7 separate regions of the Mus musculus genome follow, and regions 1, 2, 3, 4, 6 and 7 are each linked to region 5. The links are chromatin contacts, called in public ChIA-PET, HiChIP or PLAC-seq and promoter capture Hi-C maps. All regions are on one chromosome and are shown on one strand. Each heading gives the region's core, a stretch centred on a gene start, on an enhancer-like site or on the middle of the called end of the contact. The rest is flanking DNA. Distances are from core to core; before and after follow the strand shown.

Region 1 (2,917 bases), core at 369-2,868, 690 kb before region 5:
CTGGGACATAGTCGCGTTCAGTGACTATTGGTTTGGTAGAATGAGGAAAGCTAATGCTAAGCGGTCTCACTGGGATGGAGATTCAGCGGAAGATGTTACATGTTACAAGCCTCGGGAGTAGGAAGAGCACTCTCCTGCCACATCACAGCATGGGGCTTCAGCAGAGCCAAGGCTGTGTGAGAATTTAGAACAAATGGCCACCCAAGACTGAGCCTACTGGCAAGTAAATACTATGCACCAGAATGGGAGCCAGCCCACGATGTTTCCACTTAGGTCAGAAGCTAGTTTAAGATGTGTGTATATATAATTAAATTAGATAATGGGTAGGATATTAAGAAATTAGAAGAGATCAAAATAGAAAAGGATGCCAGCAGCTGCTTGGTAAGTTAAGAGGGGGAAGAGGTAGTACTTGTCACCAGCACCAGCTCCTGGAGCTCACAGCCATGGGATTCCATGTGGGATATCCACCACCCAGAAGACTACTATTAAGTGAGGATGACTCGGGCACCAATTCCAATGACAGATAGACTTCATCTCTTCTTTATCATGGCCCAAGTAGCCCAACTGATTAGATTCTGTTGTCTCAGTTCCTAGGCTGTTCCTTGGGGTCAGAAAGATGGGATGCTCCCAGCTGGTGAACATCGGAAGCAGTACAGAGAGCTAGCCTGGTGGGAAGATGAGTCTACCTGCCTTCCCTGGCAGCCGCTCTCACTCACCCGGTCTCCCCAAGGGGATCTGAAGCTCAGAGGGTGCCAATCCTCAGAAAAGATAGCCGCTAAGCTTCTGATATAAAGCAAGGTGACCTTGGCATCTCACCTACAGGACTTCTGGGAGGAGAAAGGGCGGTAAGAATAAGGGGCCCTATAAACAGCCAAGTGCTGTGTGGTTTTGTAAATAATGCATCTACATTCCCCAGTATCGACCTGTCTGGAGAGAGGAGACATCTCATCAGGGGCATTAAGGAATCCACTTCTTGCCTCATTAAGACCTCTCTTCTGAGCCCAAACCTCTAAGAGGGACACTCCTGAACAAGTTAGTTGCATTTGGCCCAATTTCAAGGCCTGGGAGCAATTTACTCAAGGGAGACTCATCTACCTAGAGCAAACTTAAAGAGTTGGGCAAGTTCCCAACACACACACACACACACACACACACACACACCAGAAAGGGGGAGGACTAAACTGTCACTACCTTTATCCTACATCCACAGAGAACGCTGACCTGCTGGCTACTGGGAGTAACTTAAGAAAGGCATTTGTCTGGGTCAAGGCAGCTCTGAGGCCTTGCGACCCTATTTCAGGAACTCTCTAGTTTTCTCCTACCTGGGCGTGCCCGGGTGCCCCAGTGGCGATGTTCAACAATCCAGCAGCTCCGAACTAAACCCGTTCAGGCCGGGAGCAACCGGAGCCCTGGGAGCCGCTCAAGGGCTGCTCCGCGCTCGCTCGGGGGTCACATTCCTTCCGCTCTGGGGCAGGCGGGCACCAGCTGGGCTCCCGCCCTTCTAGGTGGGCGCCGCGCTCCCAGGCGGCTCCTGGAACCCCGCACCAGCTAAGACCTTCTGAGCAGCACGCTGCTCCCACTCTGAGCCGCCCGCGGGGGCGTGCAGCGGGCGGAGACTGCAGGCCAGCGTCCTCAGCCTCGGGCTCGGAGCTAGCTGGCCCAGTGCCAATGCCCCGCCCTGGGAGCCGGATAGGTTGGGTTGTGGAGTTTCTGCCCCACATCCCAGAATATCTACATCCACGCAGAACATTCCAGGGTCTCTGTATCCCTCCGGGGGTGGAGGCAATGGAGGGTCTCTGCATCTCCTTGGGGGCATTTGGAGGGTCACTGCATCTCCTTGGGGGCATTCCAAAATCCCTGCATCCTTGCCAGATGTCCCAGATTCCAGGAAGAATGGCTCTGATTCCCAGATGGCTTGGCTCCTCTGAGCAGCCTCTGTGTTCCCACCCAAACCAAAATTAGATGGGTCAACTCACGTCTACATCGCAACCAGATTGTGCCACCTAACAAGAACCGAGCTGGTGACCCATGGGGTATCAGATCCTGAGGAAAACACAGTTCTGTGCTCAGCACAACTGGAGCCCAGTACTGTGTGCCTCGAACTGGCTTTGAGCACTTAGCCGAGTCATTAAGTTTGCAATACCTTGATTTCCTCTTTTGGTATAAAGGCCCGCAGCCTTTATAGGTAGGAGGAGTTAAAGAGCTCTGGTGAAGAGTTGATAGTTCATAGGCTTTTTACTTGGTTGCTTTACTGCTGTCCACCAGGCTGAAAAACAGGTCCCCTTATCATATCCCAATTAATTGTAGGATTTGCTCTGCAAAGGAGAATTCCAGAGTTCTCAGAAAGCACATGAAAAAAAAAATCAAGAATAGCCAAATTTTAGGACAGGGTGCAAGGAGGACATTGTGGTCCTGGAAATAGCACCAACCATTCCGTGCTCCCTACCCTCACCCCCCAGCTTCTTCCACATATAATGCACCACCCTGCAATACAACTGCAAAGAAACAGTGATTGCTTAATACCTCTAGATAGAGCACATGGCCATTTCCTGCATGCCTTCCAGCGTGGACAGGCCTTGAATTTCCTGCCTTATTCGCGTATGCAGCCTAGAAACCCAAGGTTGAAGTAACCCCGGGGGAAACTCTGAGATGGTAGAAAGCTTAAAGGGGCAGCATCAATGGTATATCATAGATGCCACCTGTGGCCTAGCAGGGCAGAAGGTCCTCACTCATTTCCAAAGGTTTGGACTGCTCCTTTGCCTCCGAAAGGCAGGCTTAAGTCTGGCAAGGAACTGGTGCCTTATCCCTAACCCTGCCCTAGCCCTGTCCCATGGGTCTGTATTCCAGAGGCTGTTCTCACAGCCTTGAGTACTTCTAACTCACATCCACAGAAGATTTGACCCCCTTAGAAGCCAGA
Region 2 (3,051 bases), core at 402-2,901, 680 kb after region 5:
AGAATGACCAGCAAGGACAGGACAGTAGAGAAAAGCTAGCAAATCTTTATTGAGGCAGACAGAGATGCAGAGAACTCACAAGGAATTTGCCAATGTGGCCTTGGCTGGATCCCCTTTTATACTCAGAAATTAAGCCTGATTGGGCAGAGCTGAGAGGCTCCTGTCTGTCTGAAGTGAATGGATGTGGAAGAGACTGGCTCAGGGTGGGGGGAAGGTAAGAGACAGGTCAAGGCTCAGGAAAAGCCTGATGGTAGGAGGCCAGCTGAGGAAGACCCACCAGAAGTTCTGGGGGAACAGAGGAGGGGTGGCAAGATGAGGGAGGGACTGAGGAGTCAGGAGGTGAGGTGGGCAAGGGCTGGCCAGCCATTGTCAGGACAAAAGTCAGTCATAATCTTCATAAATTGGGCCTTTTAAAAGTCACAGCTTCTGAGTGAAACGTACAGAAACTGGACTTCTGAATCACACAGAAGCTGTCTTCTCGGAGCCTGGCCCAGTACTCCTGGGCAGGAGAACAGCCTTGGAGATAATGGGGTCTACTCCCCATTCACTGTCTGTGTTGTGTTCCTGGGGAGGCTTCCTGTCTGCAGATGACTCCTTCTGACTGAGATAAGTTCACTGAGAAACCAACCCTGCCAGTTTGTAAAAGTTTTTCTCCAGACATTTCTTAACCAGTTCTCTCTCTCTCTCTCTCTCTCTCTCTCTCTCTCTCTCTCTGTGTGTGTGTGTGTGTGTGTGTGTGTGTGTGTGGAGAGAGAGAGAGAGAGAGAGAGAGAGAGAGAGAGAGAGAGACATTCTCTGTGTAGACCTGGTGGAAGTTGCTCTGTAGACCAGGCTGGACTAGAACTCAAGAATTTGCCTACCTCTGCCTCCCTATACTGGGATTAAAGTGAGCCACCATGCCCAGGTAACCAATCAGGGTTGTTAAGAAACTATGAATGGGGCTGGAGAGATGGCACAGCAGTTAAGAGGTGGTACCACCTTTGCAGAGGACCTGAGTTCAGTTCCTAGCACCCACACTGAGTAACTCACAATTCCCTCTTAAGTCTTGCTGGAAGGGATCCCACACTTTTCCTGACTCTGTGGGCCCTATATTCAAGTATACACACCCACACAGAGATGCAAACATAAAAATAATAAAAGTAATTTTAAAAAATCTATGGATAGAGGAAGGTGTGGTACCTAGCATTTACCATGCCCTGCATCCCTGAGGCTGAGAAAGGAGGATTGCCTCACGCTGGAGTCCAACCTGAGCTTCGGAGTGAGTTACAGGTAAGCCTGCACTCCATTGAGGCATGGTCTTTTAAAAAAGAAAAAACAAAATAAAACAGAATAGAAACAAATGCAAATAACTAAGGAAGAATAAAGATTTGTACTATACCAAAGCTCAAGCGATCTGACCTTTCCTCAGGTCAAAAAAAATTTTTTTTTTTAAAGAATGATTGTTGATCTACTTATGTGTTTCATTGTCGTTGACATTGTTGCGTTTTCCTAAGTTTTGGATTTCCTTTGCCTTCTCCAAGGTGTTTTCTGCGCGGTGCGGCTGGGTTGCTGCATCTGTACAATTTCTCCACAGGCCAATGGGGACCAGGAGGCCTGGGATGGTGGGTGCGCGGTGCGTCCTCCTGGCTTCCTGCAACGTGGACGCGCGCGCGCGTGCACAGCGGTGGCGGCGACGACGCGCAGGACCAGGCCCACACTCCCGGGCGGCAGTGGGCGGCGGTCTTGCACCCCGAAGCTCGCACGCGCCCGGCTTCCTCCTTCCGGCGTGGCTGCACCCCTGCACCCTGCAGGAGGGTAGGCGGGTAGCGGTGCGGAGGTCTGGGCAGAGCCCGCCTCCGGGGCTCCGGGGACGCCCACAGGCCCCGCGAGGCCCGAGCAGAGCGCCAGCGGCTGGGAGGAGCGCGAGCGCCGATGTACGAGGGTGAGCTGGGAACTCGGGGGTGGCGGGTCTCAATGAAGTGCTGTCCCCCACCCCTTTGCCGGGTAGACAGAAGGGTGGTGGACTCGGTTTTCCTCAGCGAGCTACCTCGGTGTGTGCTGTGGCGACTTAAAGACGTCCCTGGATGGAGAGATTCCTGGGAAGAGCCTTCATCACTTAATTATGCAACGAGGCGGCGTCCTTGTGCTGGATGCAGTGATGAATGGAATCGATGATACTTGAACCATCCATCGTCTACCTTTGCCACCCTGGGATGGAGACTTGCGTTTGTAAATGTGGGGTGGGGTGGAAAGAGGAGAATGTTTTCCCACTTGGGTCCCAGGAGCGTGCTGGGAAGGAGGACTGGAGGGAGGAACCTGTGCAGCCTTTGCGAAGGAGCGCACGGTTGAGCGCGGCTCCCGGGGCGCTAGGGGAAGGAGTTCTGCCTGCGAGCAGGTCCTGCTTGCTGGCCCATACCTTCACCAAGAGGTCTGTCAGAAGTTGGAGGTCTAGGCATCAATTACTGCACTTTCTGGCTGGAAAGATGAAACAGGTTTTCCAAAAGCTGGTGCTTTTTCGTTCTCCAAGTCTATTCAAGGCAGGAAAGGGCAGGGCAGTGAATACAAAGTAGCTCAGCCAGGCAGGTTCTGGTTAGCCACAAGGAGTTGGGTTTTTGCGCTGGTCTATTGGAACTGCCAGAGCAGGATATGTCTTGAGACATTCTTAAAGTGAGACAGCTCAGCTTCGTTCCCGCTTGCTGATCACTAGCCACGACTTCATCTTTTCTAAGTGACTGGGTTAAAAAGAAAAGACACAAAGAGAGAAATGACTTTCTACCTTCAGTGGTCCCCAGGATAATTAGGACATAGTTTATCTTAAAGCAGAATTGGAGTTTCAAGATGAAAAGAAAAATCTTCACATGTTTGCTCTTGACCCTCAAGAACAGAAGAAATTCCCAAGAAAGCCGCCCCCTCCCGGAAAGGAAAATAGAGTTTTGTTTGTTTGTTTGTTTGTTTTGTTTTTGCAAAGTTGAACAAAGAGCATCAGAAAACACTTGCAAGTATTCTGTGCCACTTGCAGTAATATTTGGGTCCGTTTTGAAGAATTAGGAGAGAGCCAGGAGTACGGTGGGG
Region 3 (3,018 bases), core at 374-2,873, 890 kb before region 5:
TCCTTAAAGCTTCCAGGTAAACACACACACACACACACACACACACTCACGTCCATACACACTCAGTTTCTAAGGCTGGGAGAGTGGGAAACAACTAAGCTTGTGACAGTTGAGTTTCAGTGACTCACAGGTAAACATGTCACCTCAGGGACAGTCATTGCTTAACAAAACATGACCCTGATGTATCCCTCACACTGCTTTGGTGAATTATGACACCCAATGAGGTTTTTCTTTTCCTCGCTGGGACCGCCACTGAGCTGGGCTCTCCATGACTCTTTTTAAACACGCAGTCCCTTTTGCTACAGTCTCCAATGGGTGTTTTACTTCATCTGCAGAAAGGCGAATCAGTCTGGTACAACCAACAAAAATGATCTTGAATACACCCTTGCACTTCTGCTTTAAGAAAAAAAAAAAGGTGTGCACATTTGACTTTCCATCTGTAAGGAAAGGAGAGTCATTGCTACCTCACGACACTTAGCGTAAAAATGCCTGCTGCTATTATCTCCATTTTCCAAAATGTGCCTTCACAAACATGGATCCGGACATGAAGACCATGTTCCCTTTCCCCCCCTCCCCCTCCTCTGGGACCCTATCGTCCTTGCAATATGACACGATGTTTGGCATTGTCAGGAAGCTTGCCAGTTCAGGCCAACCCTAACACACAGCACTTCCAGGGCTCCTGGACCAACCTCCACTTCCTGGTGAGGTACCCAGGAGAAGGCTCTCTGCTTTTCCATAATGTGTGCCTAAGGCAGATATTCTTGTGACTGCAGTGTGTGTGTGTGTGTGTGTGTGTGTGTGTGTGTGTGTGTGTGTGTGTTTGTGTGTGTGACTCACGAGTGTGTGCACAAGAGTGTGAGTGTACATGCATGTGTGTGGGCGCTTGTGCATGCATCAGTGCACACATATGTACATGCATGTACTCATGAGGGAGAGTGAACTATTCCCCAAATCTGCATAAATGGGTCATTCACTGATGCGATAACTGAAGATGTTCTTAGATAAATTTCTGAATATTTCTCCCCTCACACCATTTATTAAACCTGATATTGCCTGTTTCATTTGTCTCCTAAGAGGATTAAGCAACTAAAATACAGCACACCTGTGTGTATTGTCAGCAGAGGGTAAGAGCTGAACAAATCAACTGTTGCTGTGTTTTAGCTGTTCATACCTCTCTACAAAGAACATATACATTTGTACTCACTAGTTATACACACACACACACACACACACACACACACACACACACATACACACCACTCACAATTGACCTTGTTTTCAGGATCGTTGTGGGTGGTTCCTCTCCTTGCTCCAGACAGCAGAAGACAGTGAGGACTGGACATCAGAGTCTGCCCTTACCTTCAGAGAGGTGGCCCACACACAGGCCTGGGCAGTGGCTTCTCCTTCACTTACATCTGTGAAGCAGGATTCGCCCAGCAAGTGAGACTAAATACCTCCTGGTCCACAACTGTGACAACAGACAGGGAGGGAAGGCACAGTGAGGCAAGGCCAGGAGCTTGATTAGAGAGATTTGGCAAACCAGAGAATTATCGCAGGAAAAAAAAAAAAGAAGAAGAAGAAGAAGAAGCCAACGACCGGGGGTAGGGAGGTGGAGGGCTGGGAGAGGAAGATCAGAATAAGAAGAAGAAAGGAAAAGCTAAGGTTTCAGGTGGGCACCGCCTGGGATGGGAGGAGCTCCTAAGAGCTGGGGGACTGAAGCCTAGGGCGCTACAGGCTGCTCCACCCAGGAGCGCTCAAGCTTTCAGTTCTGGGAAGACCTGTACTCCTGGCAGGGTTTCTCTGCATGTCCCTGCTCACCTAAGAGCTCCACAGTTCCCAGAACTAACCCCGACACCCCACCGCTGAGGCGATAGAGCCCCTGGAGTTCTCCTGCCTGGATCTCAGCTGACTCCTCCGCCAGACCTCCAGGGAGGCACAGCCACCGCCTTTGGCTTCCCGGAACCTGCAGCCTGTCTACTCAACCACAAGAACCACCTGTGTGCCCTGTGCGCGCCACACCCTTCAGGCAGAGGGCGCTGAGAACCCAGGACTCCTGCACTGCGGGAGGAGAGTCCTTGAGACTGCCAGGCTCGCAGAGCCAACATAGTGCCAGCCAGCGCAGGATGCCCAGCCTCCTGGATGGGTGGAAAGCCACAATTGGGAAGTTATAGTGAGATTTTAAACTGTTCAAAAGAAACGAAGGCCAAACAGTATTTCTAGATTTTTTTTTTTAATAAGCTAGAACTCTTCAAACACACATGAAGAAAACACACAAGGAGTCAATGGCACAATTATTTTTGCCCAGTGAAAAATAATTTGTCATACAATAATAAATAGGAAAGGCATAACATTTTGATACATGGAAAACAAGCATTTAACAAACTTCAACACTCTTTCTACCAGAACTCACAAACTGGACAGTAGGACGGCTCCTTCCCTTCCTAATCTAATACAGAGATGGCTACAAGAGGCAACACGAGGAAACGCTTTGTTTACCTGTAACTGGTAAGCAAATAAGGTCAGCTCTGCCTGGACAAGCACTTTGAAGAAATGAGGGGAACAAAAGTAGAAATGGGAGAAAGCCCCACAGAAGACATTTTTACATGGATCATGCTTTGAACCTTTCAAAACAGTAAAATAAAACTAATATTTTGAGTTTAGCAAAAGCATCAAAGCATATGTGTGTTCATTACAGAAAAATCTATTATTTCTTCCCTTTCTTCTTCCTTCTTCCTTCTTTCCTTTCCTCCTCCTCCTCTTCTTTTTCTTTGTTGTTGTTGTTGCTGCTGCAGCTGTTGCTGTTGTTGTTAGGACAGGTTTTCTTTTTGTAGCTCTGGTGTCCTGGAACTAACTCTGTAGAGCAGGCTGGCCTCAAACTCACAGAGATCCACCTGCCTCTGCCTCCCAAGTGTGCCATGCTGCCCAGCTCAATTACATGCAAATAGTTTAGACTTATCAGAAGAATCTCGGGAACAAATAATAATTCTCTTTAGTCATTTTCCATGGATGGAGCAGCAG
Region 4 (3,184 bases), core at 289-2,788, 800 kb before region 5:
CCCATGTGAAGGGTGGGGGCCCAAAGATAACATCAACGTTGTGCTGCCTCTTGTCCCAGATTTTCAACAGGGCTGAAATGGAAGCTCTAGCTGAGGTAGGTCGATGGCCTTCCATAAGAACAGAGCCCACCCAATGATGGCCACCAGCTTCATAGGCCAACGGCCAATCATAACTCATCTGAGGAGACCGAGGGTTTTCCTTCACCGCTGTTTAATTCGAGAAAGAACATCTCTTCCTCACCCAACCAGGCAAATGAGGAAGAAGGATGCTAAGAGAAATTTTCCTAGAACTGAGTGTCAGGAAGAACGAGGAACTGGGTAACCCTGCCTTGATTCAGCTCATCTGGCCAGTTTCAGACACTGTGCCTCCAAAATAGACAACAATGAGCTACAAAAAAAAAGGGTTGCTGTCTGGTGGCAGACACGGGCATAGGCGATTGCTCATCCCTGAGAGGGGCAGGGTGCTTCCTGGAGGCCTGGAGATGCACATAGGCTGCTGCTCATACCTGGGCGTAAAATCTTCTAGTTTCTGAAAGAGGATGGAAAAGGATCTTGAGCAGACTGGTGTATCTGAGACCACTGCAGGAAGCTGGGTCAGGAACTTCCGGTACGCAGAACCTCGGGGACCGCAGAATGCTGCGCTGATGCAGTTAAAGAGAAAGAACGTCAGGGTTAAGGAGCAAGGCCAGAGACACTGGGGAAGGTAAATAAGAGGGCTCACAGCTGGGTATGAGCCAGCCAAGCTAACTAGTGAAGAGAAAGCACGGGATTCTGAGAAAACAGCAAAGTTGGTTCAGGCTGCCTCCTAGAAAGCCCGTTGCCCTAGCAAACATCTCAGCTCTCCTTGCTGTTACATCTTTACGCATCGAATTTTATCCAGTGAACCTACTTGTAACAGACTGAATGGTGAAAAAAGATTGAACCTAAGAAAACCTCTTTCTGTTCCAAGGGGGATACCACCCCGAGACCACCTCAGAGGTGGGAAAGGGAAGAGAGACAGTTGAATAAAAATTATGAGTCCAGATCCTAGAGGTAGCTGCTTGGCACAACCGCGGTTTGGCGCACTCTCCATTCTGGAAGGTGAATCTCCACTTTCTTGACTGTTCAAAAGAACTCTTGACTACTGGCTCGCTCTACCTGTACCCTAAAAATGTTTCTCTCTGGAGAACACAGTTAGGATCGGAGGTGTTTCCTCTGTAACCATGGGAGGCTTACCCACAGCATGTCAAACTAAGCATAGATACATTTCTCACAGGACCACCTCAGTCAGAGCTCTGGGCAGATTCCAATTTGTCAAAGGGCATGAAGGTGTTACCAAAATCCACGTGATATCCTTGGCAGTGAACCAGAGCCGCAGCTAAGAGTATCTGAGAGACAGGGCTGACACCATGTGCGGTGAGGCTCCACTCTGCATCCTGTAGGTCATGATTTTCACAGTTCAGTAAGACTAATGATTCTTCCACTGCCTCCAGCAATGTGCATAGCCCCTTCCAGTATTATATAAGCTAACCTTCTAGTTCTAAACAGATTCTACTCAGAAGGAAAAGCACGAGGGTGCCCCCTGCAGGACAGAAGAAACAACCCTGTGCAATGTGGAAAGGTTGTGTTTGGAATCCACCAGCTGCACTTTTGCTGGGGTTTTAAAGCGTCGGATTTGGCACTGACATTAAACTTGTACATAACCCCAAACTGAGATGCAAATTTACAACATGGCTGATGCCCACAAGAACTTCGGGGGCAGAGGTCGTGACACTTGTGCTCCACTACCTAATTTTTATCCTTGGCAACGCAGGAGCCCCAGCCCTGGGTAAACCAACAACAACCTGTGCCACAGGTGTCCAGGGACCCCAACATACTCCCTGTGCTCCCTCTCAACCCTATTTCACCAGGTGACATTGTTCTTAACACCAAGGGGGAGACTCACTCAAAAAGGTTTAGCATCCCTGCAAAGGAACACTTTAGCTGAAGCCAACAGCTCGCCGGAAAACACAATGTGGCCCATAGTGCAGATCTTTCCCATGCTCATCGTTCATGGGTTAGGGAGTCAGACCACCACTGGGCCCCTCTACCAAAACCACAGAGGTGCTGCTGGCCCTGACAGAGGGAGGCCACATTTGAATCAGCCAATCGGTGACCGCTGTTGTTTTTGGAGCTCCTGCCTGATCCATTGTACCTACCAGTAAACATCAGATACCATAATTGCTGGTGCCAATTGCTGTAAAAATAATATTAGTGTAGTCGGGCTAATAATTATTACAGTTACAGGCTGAGTCACTAGTCTTTTTTAAAAAGTGTACAACGTGCTCTCAAATAGACAGCATTTTTCCACAGACACAACATTACCTCTGACAGAAAAGCCAGCCTGCCCTCGTGCAATGTGAAATCAGAAAGAACTGAACACGGACACTAAATTACCTGGAGGTTGCGTGTATGAAGCATATCAAATGTAAATAAAAATCGTTATCAGACTTGGTGGGACCCAGCCCCAAGGTATCTCATTATGCATATTTAAGTAGTTCAAGGCCCACCCCCCAAAGATCAGAAGGCTTGAATAGATATGGTCCCAAGTGTCTTACACAAAGACTACCTCATCTGTGACAGCAACATGCGGGACTTCATGGAGGCCTCACTAGCACATTTTCTTACAAGGAATCGTGACTGTGGTATGCTTTAACATAGGCAGTGTGGTTTGCCTGAGGAGGAATCCAGCTCATCTTAGAAGCAGTGACCCACCTGCACAATCCAGACTAAGGGGAAGAAGCACATTCTTAGCCTGAAGTTCGAGAACCTTCTAAAAGTGGTGCCCTGCGAAGGACTCCGTTGCCCTAGGAGAAGCGTCATTCTTAATATCGCCACTAGAGGGTGCCACAGCGCCACGGGGAAATGCCAAATGGAGTCTTTGCTCTACTTTGGCAAATTAAGGCATGATTTTCTCCCTAGTCTCCTGGCTTTTTCTTTCTCAGGGCTCTTTGCCCACAAACTGCTTTCTTTTCTTCTTGATGTCATCCTTTTACAGGGGCAGGAAATTATGGTCACTGTAAACGAAGTTATCAGGTAACTAAAAGGTTAACAAATAACAAAAGTAGATGTGGTTCATTAAAGCAAAGTTTCTAAAACAAAATAAACAGAGGTCTCAGATCCTATGTTTTTAGGTCTTGCATTTGTATGGATATACTGAGTTCAA
Region 5 (3,148 bases), core at 504-3,003:
CTATAACTCCAGTTCCAGGGCTAGTCAAGGGACATAAAACATACATGGTGAATAGATATATATGCAGGCAAAACACTCACATACATAAAATAAAAATAAATACATTATTTTAGTAATGGGAGTGGGAGAAGAGGTTTAACTTTAAAGCTACTCCTAGCTGGAACTCAGGCTGTGTCTCATACCACAGATGCAATCCAAAAGATAAAAAGAACCAGGTCTAACCTAAAACATATTGGTCTGGGCCCCAACAAACTACTTCCTGTAATTATAAACTCTTGCACAAAGAAGGAAGACTAGTGAGTCAATCAGAAATCAAAGCCCTGAACTTCATTTCCAGCTCCTTAGTGGTTTGTTTGGTAGAAATAAAGAGACTGACGATGATTTCACGAATCACACAGTTTATTGCCACACAAAGGGGACTTTTGGCATTTGCTCACACTGAGTAAAGAGGGGGAAACAACATGAGCAAGCCTCACAGGGAACATGGTTCAGAAATGCGGCAGCACAACGGCATAGTGAGTGAGTTTTGAAATCATGAGTTCAGTTGCTCCATCAGAATCGAAGCAGGCCTCTGCTGAAAGTCCAGTGTAATTAAAGACTTGGTGTTCCTTTATAGAACTGGTTCTCAGGAGAAACTGGTTTGACCAATACAACAGAGATCTGTGAGGTGACCTGAGGCCCCTCAGATAAAAAGGATAATATAAGTCAGGCTTAGGGATGAGTTGAAGGTCTGTCACAGTATATGCCTGTGTGTGTATGTCTTCAGAATAGTGCCTAACAATGTATAGCTATGCATTAAGTCCATCACTTAAGTGTCCACTTCTTAGGTTTAAATACATTTTGATATTCAGTAGCTCATATATGAAGAGGTATTTTAAATGTCTTTTGATATTTGGTAACTCGGGTGTGATGTCTCCTCAGCGTTATGGAGAGATCTCCTGTGTTTATTCGGGTCTAGTCAGACTTCACATTCTTCAAAGGAAATACCTTTCAGGTTCGCTGGGGTTGATCTACCAGAGCATCTCAAATCTCAGCTCTACTCAAGATTTTACCGGAGCAGAGTTACCATACTTGCATTTAACTATGTTTAGTGTGTTCAGGATCTTTTAATGGTACACTGAAAGTATCCACCCACTGTGTTGTCGAAGGACTATCTATCAGCCACCATTTACCTCCAAACAAATCCTTTCCCCTTTTTCCCCCCTTTTGATTAATGTAGCACCTTCGTCTTCGTCCAAACAGAGGCACACATAAACTAAGGAGAAGGAAGAAAGGGCTCGAAGGCAACCATTGAGAAAAGAGCAACAAAGAATTTAATATATTACAGAGTTTGTAACAAAAGGCATCTGGACAACTTGACTTAGTGGTTTTTGTTGTTGTTTGCTTGTTTGTTTAAGTGGTTTAGGCAGCCAGGCTTTTGCCGCGTGCCTTGCACAGTCAACTCCACCCTCTGAGAAACTTTACACAACCGCAGTCCCACGCTGGCCGACCCGGAGCGCACAAACTTCCCCAGACTTGGGGACTCTGGCAGCAGGGTTGCACAACTCTCTGCAGCATCTGCAAGCTTCAGCTCGGCCGCCCACAGCCCTGCGGCACAGACCCTGGCGCCTGCGCACTCCTCACGCCCGCGGGCAGGGCCCCACCCCTTCCGTCGCCACGCCCCGGTCACGCCCCTCCAGGTGCGCGTGCGCCGCGGGTCCGCCCCCGCCGCGCTCGGCGGTCTCTCGCGAGCCGCCGCCGTCTCCTCAAAGCTGTGGGCCAGCCTGGAGTGAGTCGCCTCGTTCTGACTCGCGCTCTTCTTCCTCAGTAGCCCGGCCGGGCGGCCATGGCGGCGCGGCGGCGGCCCGCGGCCGGCGTGGGAGCCCGGGACGCACTCGCGGTGCTGGCGCTGGCCTTGTGTACTCCCGGGGTGGGCGGCGGGGCGCTCGAGTGGTACTCGGCCATGGTGAGCATCGAATACGTGGACCCGCAGTCGAACCTGACGGTGTGGAGCGTGTCGGAGAGCGGCCGCTTCGGAGAAAGCTCGCTCCGGGAGGAGAGGCAGGGCCTGGTGGGCGTCCCGCGCGCGCCCGCGCCCGCGGAGGGCTGCGCGCCCGACACGCGCTTCGTGGCGCCCGGCGCCCTCGGCAACGCGCCCTGGGTGGCGCTGGTGGCGCGAGGCGGCTGCACCTTCAAGGACAAGGTGCTGGCGGCGGCGCGGAGGAACGCCTCGGCCGTGGTGGTCTACAACCTGGAGAGCAACGGGAACGCCACCGAGCCCATGTCTCACGCGGGTGAGCAGGCCGGGCGCTGGGCCGCTGGCCGCGGCCGGGGCGAGCCTGGTGGTTCCCCGGGTGGTGTGGAGAGGGAAGTGCGTGCACACGCTGCAGGATCGGAGCTTCACCTCGGGAGGGTGAGAAAGCTGGGAAGGGCCCTCGGCCGGGGAGTAGCAAACACACCGGTGGCAGGTCCTACGGAGTTCAGTAACTCTACAGATTCCCGAACCCGGGTCGCTTCCTAAGGTCGGCTCACGGACTCCCAAAGTTGGTTGAGTGGAGAGTGTGTAGGAGTGGACGGCTGGCGCCGCCAGGCTCGCATTGTCTCTTCACCAACCTAAAGTGGCTACTCGATGTGGTTTCTTCCTCTCGATGAGGCGAATATGAGTGTTTTCAAAACCCTGGATCAAAAAACCTGGGTTTTCTTGCTGTAGTTTCTCTCTCGACGCATGTAGGGTGATCGCACTAGCTCCTGGTTTGGACAGTTTGAATTCAGATGAATTTTTTTTTTTAAACTGTTTTCATTGAAGGAAAGAAAGGCCTTGCTACCTCTGTCAGGAGGCCACCTCTAAACACGCTGTTCCAGGGGACAGACAAGGATGAGTTTGCAAAATGTCATCCTTGGGACAGAGTTCTCTCCGGGGACCCAGAATTTGATTGTGTTTCTCTTGTGCCTTCTAAGATCACATTAGCTTTAGGCATCACACGGTTGACTCATTCTGAATTTCCTGTGATTAGGGTTTTTAAGTTTCTGCTACTAGCTAAGACATCTTTCTTCCTGTACTGCATTTTTGTTCTCGTTCTGTTTTGGTGTGCATGCGACACAGAGCTTATAAAGACAGAAAAGTGACCTTGGGTTTAACCATTTTTTTTAACGCGGTTGGGAATGATGG
Region 6 (2,963 bases), core at 355-2,854, 590 kb after region 5:
GCCTCCAGGTTCCAGGTCTGCTGAGTTCCTGGCCTGACTTCCTTCAGTGATGGACTGTGATATAGAAGTGTGAGCCCAATTAACCCTTTCTTCCCTGGATGCTTTTGACGGGTGGCGGTAGTGACCCTAAGACCCTGGCTCCTGCTGCTGTCGACTGCTTATCCCTTCCTTTTTCTCAAAGGGGTGAACATCCACCAGTTCCCCTTCCTTGAGAAGTGACCGCCAACGATACAGCAAACACTGTCTTAACCAGAAACCTGCGCATTTCAGCTTCAGAAAAAACAAACAAACAAACAAAACCCCAAAACACCAGGAGACGACTGGCTAACCCTACATAAACCATGAAAGGTGTCTGCTTGAAGCTGGGCCTCTCTAAACAACAGGTCAGAGCTACGCAACGATACAGCAAACACTGTCTTAACCAGAAACCTGCGCATTTCAGCTTCAGAAAAAACAAACAAACAAACAAAACCCCAAAACACCAGGAGACGACTGGCTAACCCTACATAAACCATGAAAGGTGTCTGCTTGAAGCTGGGCCTCTCTAAACAACAGGTCAGAGCTACGCACTAATTAAAGAAGGTTTATCTGAGTCCTGAGAACTCTTCCCCAACGAGAGGAACCTGGAGACCAAAGGAAGTTACATTCCAGGCAGAGGGACCTGAAAATGCAAAAACGCTGTGACATGCTGACTGACCATCTGTCTGTCCTGAGAGCCTGCAGTAGACTTGGGGAAGAGGAAGACTGTGGCTAGACCCACAGACTTCCCTAAGCTTTAGAGTCTAAAGGATAAATCTGAGAATAGCAGACGCCTGGCCTGCTCCAGAGTCACTCCTGACGGCTAATGTTTAGTAAGCACAAAATACTAGGTATATCCCTTTACTTGAGCCTGTTCTTGCCTCCCAGGTGTAGGTGTGGCCGGCTTGCTGAATGTGTAGATGACCACCCCCTCCAGTCCCCAAGGTCTGTCTCTTAAGCCGGAGCCCACAACTACACGGTCCATCTACCCTCCATCCAGACTCTTCAGAATCCTTAAACACAGCCACATAGAAGGTTGGCGACAAAGTGGCTGACGCATACTTTTGCTCTTCTAAGGCTATTCCGATGCGGTTCTCTAACACACTTTCTTTGGGCTTTTGTCTAATTCCAGCTCAAAAAAGGAAAAAAAATTGCTAAGGAGTTCCACCTTTCTTCATATTAGAAATTAACAATAGTCGTGAGGCCTAGAGTTCAGATCTGGAAACCAGAAAGCACTCCCAACGGACCATCTAGAGTCAGCTCTAGATGGCAGGAGGGTCGGGGCCTTCATCAGGCCTGGAGGAGAACGAGCCCAAAGTCCGGTGCCTACCAAAGGACAGAGATTTGCGGGGCAGGACGCACCGGAGCAGGAGTGCCCAGCCCAGGAGGCCGGAGGGACCGCACCCGCCCTCTCGCAGTGCGCCTGCGCCGGGCCTCCCCGCAGTCCGCCGAGTTCTGTAACTAATCCATGTAGACCCGGCTCCGGGTCTGGCGCGAGCCCACCAAGCCAAACGACCGCAGACTTGGGGTCCCGAGCTCGCCACACTCACCTGCATCTTGCCTTCAGTCACTCAAACCAGCCCTCTGCCCCAGCCCCTCCGCTCCTCTCCGCGCACGCGCGGCACCGCCCCCTCCGGTCTTCTCCCCGCCCCCAGGCACGAAAAGGGCGGAGCCAAGGAGGAAGTGAAGACTGGAGTCTGCGCCTGGTCCTCAGGAACCCGGGCGAAGGCTGAGAGCGTTGGAATGACAGGCCGTGCCTCCGGTGGGTGGGACTATAGGGTGACGTCATTCGGGCCATGTCCAGGCGCTACCTTGTTAGGGAAAGTGGCTGGTTGTTTGGGGCTGACCCGAGGTAAGCATAGGTTCTGCGACTTCCCGGGCCGCCAATCGGAGCCTGTCGGAAGCAGAATTGCCTGACAGTGACCCGATGCTAGGATTAAAAGTGACCCGGGTCACCTGGAGGTCACACACCTTCTCTGTTGAATGGGATGAATTGCTTATTGGGTTTGTTTACTGAGCTCACTGGGTTTGTTTAGAGCATAGTCTAACCTCTGCGGTTACAGCATCAGATTTGAGAAACCGGTGGAGTGGGGAACGCCTGGGCTCCACGCCCCTTCACCCTCACAAAAGGAAAAGGCCACAGTGAGAATCATTTTCTCTGGTTAATACCAGACTCGTGTGACCCTGAGCAAAAGCACAGGCTCCAGGGCGATCCACAGCATTCGGAGCTGGAACTGAGAGCACGGGAGTTAAAAGGCCTTCCACAGCCCTGGACTACCTTGCTGCCTCTGCTCAAGCACACACCGTGGGTACACTTTGGAATTACCAAGGAGCTTTCAAAACTGCAGGTGTCTAGGTGTGGTAGTTCACATCTATAATTCCAATACTCAGGAGACCCAGCCAGGGCTAGAGAGTGAACCTCTGTCTATAAAAACAAACAAAAACTACAGTTACACTAAGGTGTTATTTCCAGACAACTTAAATCCCTGCAGCTGAGGACTCGGAACTGATAATTTCTGGGGAATAATCACTAATATAGAAAAAAAATTACACTATTCCCTGAAAAAAACAAGGAGCATGGATTTAATTTAACCCAACACATTCCAACCAGATTACAGACAGACCTTTTAAAGTGTTAATTAATTTGCCTAGTGTTGTGAATGAATTTTCCCAGTTTTCACTTCCAAAATCAGTTTGTGAGATAGTTTAACTTGAGGGACTTTGATCACAGGCTTCTCTCCACCGCACAGCAGTAAAGCAGGTGTGGTTTGCCCTTTCCTTGCTCCAGGTGGATCCACTGAAAGATGTATCCTGGTGTATTGGAAATAATGTTCCCAGTTGCTTTTTACAGCAGGTGTGCTTCAGAACAATCCCCTGTTAACTCATTGTCTTGACTTTTGGTTTTATTACATTGACTACAACATGGATAAAGTCTTTAACTGAAT
Region 7 (3,125 bases), core at 430-2,929, 940 kb before region 5:
TCCAGATAAAACATCAACAAACTTGGGCATTAACCAGTACCACAGCTCAAGTGGGCTTACTAGACATCTATAAAATATTCCAACTAAAATCTTCAGAATATACAGTATTCTCAGCAGTCATGGTAGCTACCATTATTGTTTTTGTCCACAGACCAGCCAAGAACAAAGCCATTCTGAAAAGTCCATACTTCAAGCCCTTGCCTCCCAATGTCTGTTTTTAAAAGACTACACAATCTCATTCTACCATTACCCAAATGCATCAGGAATTCCAAAGAGATCATCCAAGAGTAGAGCATCGTACTTGTTGAGCACTGGCCAACTTAAACCAACATGGCTGCCAATTCTGCATATGGGAGTAAAAATGACTGACAGATACCAGCAAATGTAAAACTCAAGTTTGTCATTCTGTAAAACATGTGTGCTGTCATTCTTATTGTCCCAGTAGAAAACCAAATGTTGCATCACTCATAGCAACGGTGCCCGTTATGAAACAATGACCACATACCTGTTCAGTAGTAGAAGGGAGAATCATATCTGGAGGAAGAGGGTTTCAAAGTTTCTCATCTTGCCACCACTATTCGCCTTCTCTACAGAAGGAGGTCGGAGGCCGGTGAGATGATCTGAAGATCTGCAAGGTCTCTTTCCTAAAATTTTCCAGAAGGCTTTTATTTAAAAATTCTCTCTTTTTCTCAGAAGCAGAAAAAGTTAGCCTGAAGTTATTCAAAAGATACCCAATTTGACCATATTTTAGAGTAATAATGAGCTAAGTTTTTCAAAGAACAAAGCTTTTGCTGGGAGGAGAAAAATGAAAGCTGTGAATGAATCACCAGGAAGCCTCTCAGTCCTGTGCACACCCTTAAAGTACAAATAAAAAAGAGATGCTATGGCCTAGTCTAATAATTGCAGTAGTCAAAGAATACTGATAATGCTCACATGGTCCATAGCAGCTTGTTCAGTGCTTGCCTCCAAAGATGGACAAGTAATGTGGCCATTCAGATTTGACCCGCATTTGATTGAATCCCTCTATAATCCTTTCAATAAAATGTAAGAATCACTGTTTAAAACAAAGGTTTACTTTGTAACTAGTCACTTATACAAGTTAAGGTTAAAACCGACACTGAGATACAAATGTTGCTGCCTAATAGCACACCTGTGATTAAAAATATTCCACAAAAAGCAACTCTTTAGCAATTCACTTTTTAAGTCCTTTAAAAATATATATTAGGGGTTAAGGAATCTAGGGAAAGAATATTCTGGTCTCTTACCTTTGTTTCCTGCTCTTACATACACAACAAATAAAGAAATTCAAGTCTTTATGTCAGTGAATGCCAGCTTGTGCATCTGAAAAAAAAAGTGTGAAAAACACCCATTTTCAAAGGGTTCTGCTACATTTTTTTTTCTTAGCAAGAGAGTTACTTGAAGAAGATTTAAGGACTATCCAACCCATACAGTTTTGAAATAATAAGTTATACCTGGACAGAAAAGGACAACCTTGGAATTTTGTAAAGGACCTCTGGTGTTGGAAAATGCCCAGTCATAACAAAGGAGAAATGAAGTAAACTACCTTTATCCACGGAAGAAAACTCCTGAAATAAAGCATTCAAAGCTGTCCTCTGGCCAGCCTCCTTGACAAGAAAGGGGTTGTGGTTAGGTTTAGTTGAAATGGTGAGTAAGCCTGCTTCCTTTACAGGAATTTCCTGTACCAAATGTTAACATTCGACACGGTTTCTCAACAGGGGAGTTCTTTTTTACTTCCTCCTCCTCCTCTTCCTCCTCCCCCTTCTTCTAAAACAAGCACTGCCAACCTTGCCTTTCATTTCAAACCTAAAGGCTTTCTTCTGATGAACTCTCTCTCTCCAGCATCACTTTTACAGAGCAATAATTTATCAATGAGGAGAGTGATATAACCGTAGCTTTGAAAGGCTCGGAGGCTATGCTTGTGCACCGTGGAATGCCTAATTAAGAACTGCACTGTAATTAAAACAATTTAGAGGACCGTGAGACCACACTAGTCCCAAAGCCTCTTAATTAAACGGAGCCTATTCTCCCCATAAAGACAAGCTGAAGCAGCGGGGCACAGCAAACCATGGGGATTGTTTCAGCACAAGGCTGGAGAAGAGCATAAAATAAAAGCAGAGCCCAAGTTCATGTCAGAGTGGGGGCAAGGTAAGTGTTGACCTGAGGTGAAGGTGAAAATCTAAGAGAAGAGTTAGCAACTGAGGGCAGGTCTAAGCCAATAAATAAATAGATAAATAAATAAATAAAATCATGTATTCATGCTAATTGTGGAACTAGCTCAAATCCCAAAAGGATTTGAGGTTTTCCTACCACCTATTGCAGGTTCAGAGGAAAGCACATGAGGGCACATGAGCTTAGACTCCCAGGGTGTGACAGGGACAGCCCAGTAATCCAAAATCTAAATGGGATTAAAGGAGGAATACTGAGGATGAAGGGGAAACGGATAGACCAGGCATTGTTCATGATAATGGTTTAATTCAGGCTGAGGTACATTCAGAGTGCCTGGGCGTTGGGAGTGTCCTTATCAAACCTCAGAGATCTGAATATAGACCTTAAAGTTAAGCCCAAAGTTACTGCCAGTGTGGTCTCCTGAAGTGAATTCATCAACAGCTTTTCCTTCGAAGCTTAATGTGTCCTTTATAAACTGTTTTTGGAAGAGAAAAGCAGGACATCATGAACCACAGGAGATTTGGGATCAGATGAAGGTCTTAGTCACCACAGGAAACTCAGGCTTTAACACTTGGTACAAGTAAAATCATTGCGGAGCACCCTCATGAATAGAGAGAGCTGACCTGTGGAACAGAAGAGGAGACAGTGTAGAAACAAGTCTAACTGTGTGTGGAAATTTTTAAAAATAGGAAAGAGCATCACAAACTAGACGTAGTGTGGTAACTTAGGTCGCCCTATGGAAAACTACGCAACAAATTCTCCACTCGCACCACACAACAGACTATGTTCCAAATGGACTCAGATCTTTTTACTTAAATTTATTTTTTTAAATTTTTTAATGTTTGCAAATAAATTAAAGTATAATTACAACACGTTTCCTCTTCCCTTGGCATTCCTCTTATCTGATTATTATGCCTGCTCATTATCCCCGTCACTGG

What was found. Promoter capture Hi-C pulls out the DNA fragments that hold promoters and counts their contacts. ChIA-PET counts read pairs in DNA pulled down with a chosen protein or histone mark. HiChIP or PLAC-seq counts read pairs in DNA pulled down with a chosen protein or histone mark.
Region 1: a contact with region 5 is called in an H3K4me3 HiChIP or PLAC-seq map of bone marrow-derived macrophages, with 2.5 times the contacts expected there. The contact joins the promoter of Il1r1 here to the promoter of Rnf149 in region 5.
Region 2: a contact with region 5 is called in an RNA polymerase II ChIA-PET map of memory CD8 T cells, with 14 read pairs. The contact joins the promoter of Chst10 here to the promoter of Rnf149 in region 5. A contact is called at or near these places in 2 of 39 promoter capture datasets (the 3T3-L1 cell line and second pharyngeal arch cranial neural crest), 2 of 484 Hi-C or Micro-C datasets (CD4 T cells and CD8 T cells) and 4 of 115 datasets of contacts at active chromatin or transcription factors (astrocytes, embryonic stem cells, memory CD8 T cells and 1 more).
Region 3: a contact with region 5 is called in an H3K27ac HiChIP or PLAC-seq map of thymic regulatory T cells, with 6 times the contacts expected there. The contact joins the promoter of Il18r1 here to the promoter of Rnf149 in region 5. A contact is called at or near these places in 2 of 484 Hi-C or Micro-C datasets (CD4 T cells and CD8 T cells) and 6 of 115 datasets of contacts at active chromatin or transcription factors (Th17 cells, memory CD8 T cells, pro-B cells and 2 more).
Region 4: a contact with region 5 is called in an RNA polymerase II ChIA-PET map of memory CD8 T cells, with 20 read pairs. The contact joins the enhancer-like site here to the promoter of Rnf149 in region 5. A contact is called at or near these places in 1 of 39 promoter capture datasets (embryonic stem cells), 2 of 484 Hi-C or Micro-C datasets (cortical neurons and memory CD8 T cells) and 4 of 115 datasets of contacts at active chromatin or transcription factors (astrocytes, memory CD8 T cells, pancreatic cancer cells and 1 more).
Region 6: a contact with region 5 is called in a promoter capture Hi-C map of second pharyngeal arch cranial neural crest. The contact joins the promoter of Pdcl3 here to the promoter of Rnf149 in region 5. A contact is called at or near these places in 8 of 39 promoter capture datasets (cranial neural crest, embryonic stem cells, liver and 4 more), 2 of 484 Hi-C or Micro-C datasets (CD8 T cells and embryonic stem cells), 10 of 115 datasets of contacts at active chromatin or transcription factors (the 230-238 cell line, differentiating embryonic stem cells, embryonic stem cells and 6 more) and 2 of 9 other capture datasets (adipose tissue and liver).
Region 7: a contact with region 5 is called in a promoter capture Hi-C map of pre-B cells. The contact joins the promoter of Il18rap here to the promoter of Rnf149 in region 5. A contact is called at or near these places in 7 of 39 promoter capture datasets (the 3T3-L1 cell line, 3T3-L1-derived adipocytes, HPC-7-derived erythroid cells and 4 more) and 1 of 115 datasets of contacts at active chromatin or transcription factors (bone marrow-derived macrophages).

Annotation. Positions count from the first base shown.
Region 1 is chr1:40,265,287-40,268,203 of GRCm38.p6, reverse strand. Il1r1 (interleukin 1 receptor, type I) reads right to left here and starts at 1,618. Exons shown (of 11, transcript NM_001123382.1): 1 at 1,323-1,618.
Region 2 is chr1:38,896,760-38,899,810 of GRCm38.p6, reverse strand. It overlaps Chst10 (carbohydrate sulfotransferase 10), which reads left to right and starts at 1,651. Exons shown (of 7, transcript NM_145142.2): 1 at 1,651-1,921. Gm51581 reads right to left here. Exons shown (of 3, transcript XM_030243909.1): 2 at 2,178-2,409; 3 at 861-2,094. The coding sequence ends at 1,461.
Region 3 is chr1:40,464,611-40,467,628 of GRCm38.p6, reverse strand. It overlaps Il18r1 (interleukin 18 receptor 1), which reads right to left and starts at 1,623. Exons shown (of 11, transcript NM_008365.2): 1 at 1,272-1,623. Il1rl1 (interleukin 1 receptor-like 1) reads right to left here. Exons shown (of 11, transcript NM_001025602.3): 11 at 2,214-3,018.
Region 4 is chr1:40,378,630-40,381,813 of GRCm38.p6, reverse strand. No RefSeq gene overlaps it. Among named protein-coding and RNA genes, the nearest start is that of Il1rl2, 56 kb to the right of the region's middle. Within about 2 kb of position 1,538, at least 37 of the 459 cell types and tissues checked have an H3K27ac peak or open chromatin away from gene starts, as enhancers often do. A contact at or near this core is called in memory CD8 T cells and pancreatic cancer cells, where this site is marked.
Region 5 is chr1:39,575,952-39,579,099 of GRCm38.p6, reverse strand. It overlaps Rnf149 (ring finger protein 149), which reads left to right and starts at 1,753. Exons shown (of 7, transcript NM_001033135.3): 1 at 1,753-2,273. The coding sequence starts at 1,826.
Region 6 is chr1:38,986,455-38,989,417 of GRCm38.p6, reverse strand. Pdcl3 (phosducin-like 3) reads right to left here and starts at 1,604. Exons shown (of 6, transcript NM_026850.4): 1 at 1,569-1,604. The coding sequence starts at 1,574.
Region 7 is chr1:40,513,916-40,517,040 of GRCm38.p6, reverse strand. Il18rap (interleukin 18 receptor accessory protein) reads right to left here and starts at 1,679. Exons shown (of 13, transcript NM_010553.4): 1 at 1,565-1,679; 2 at 1,266-1,341; 3 at 506-644.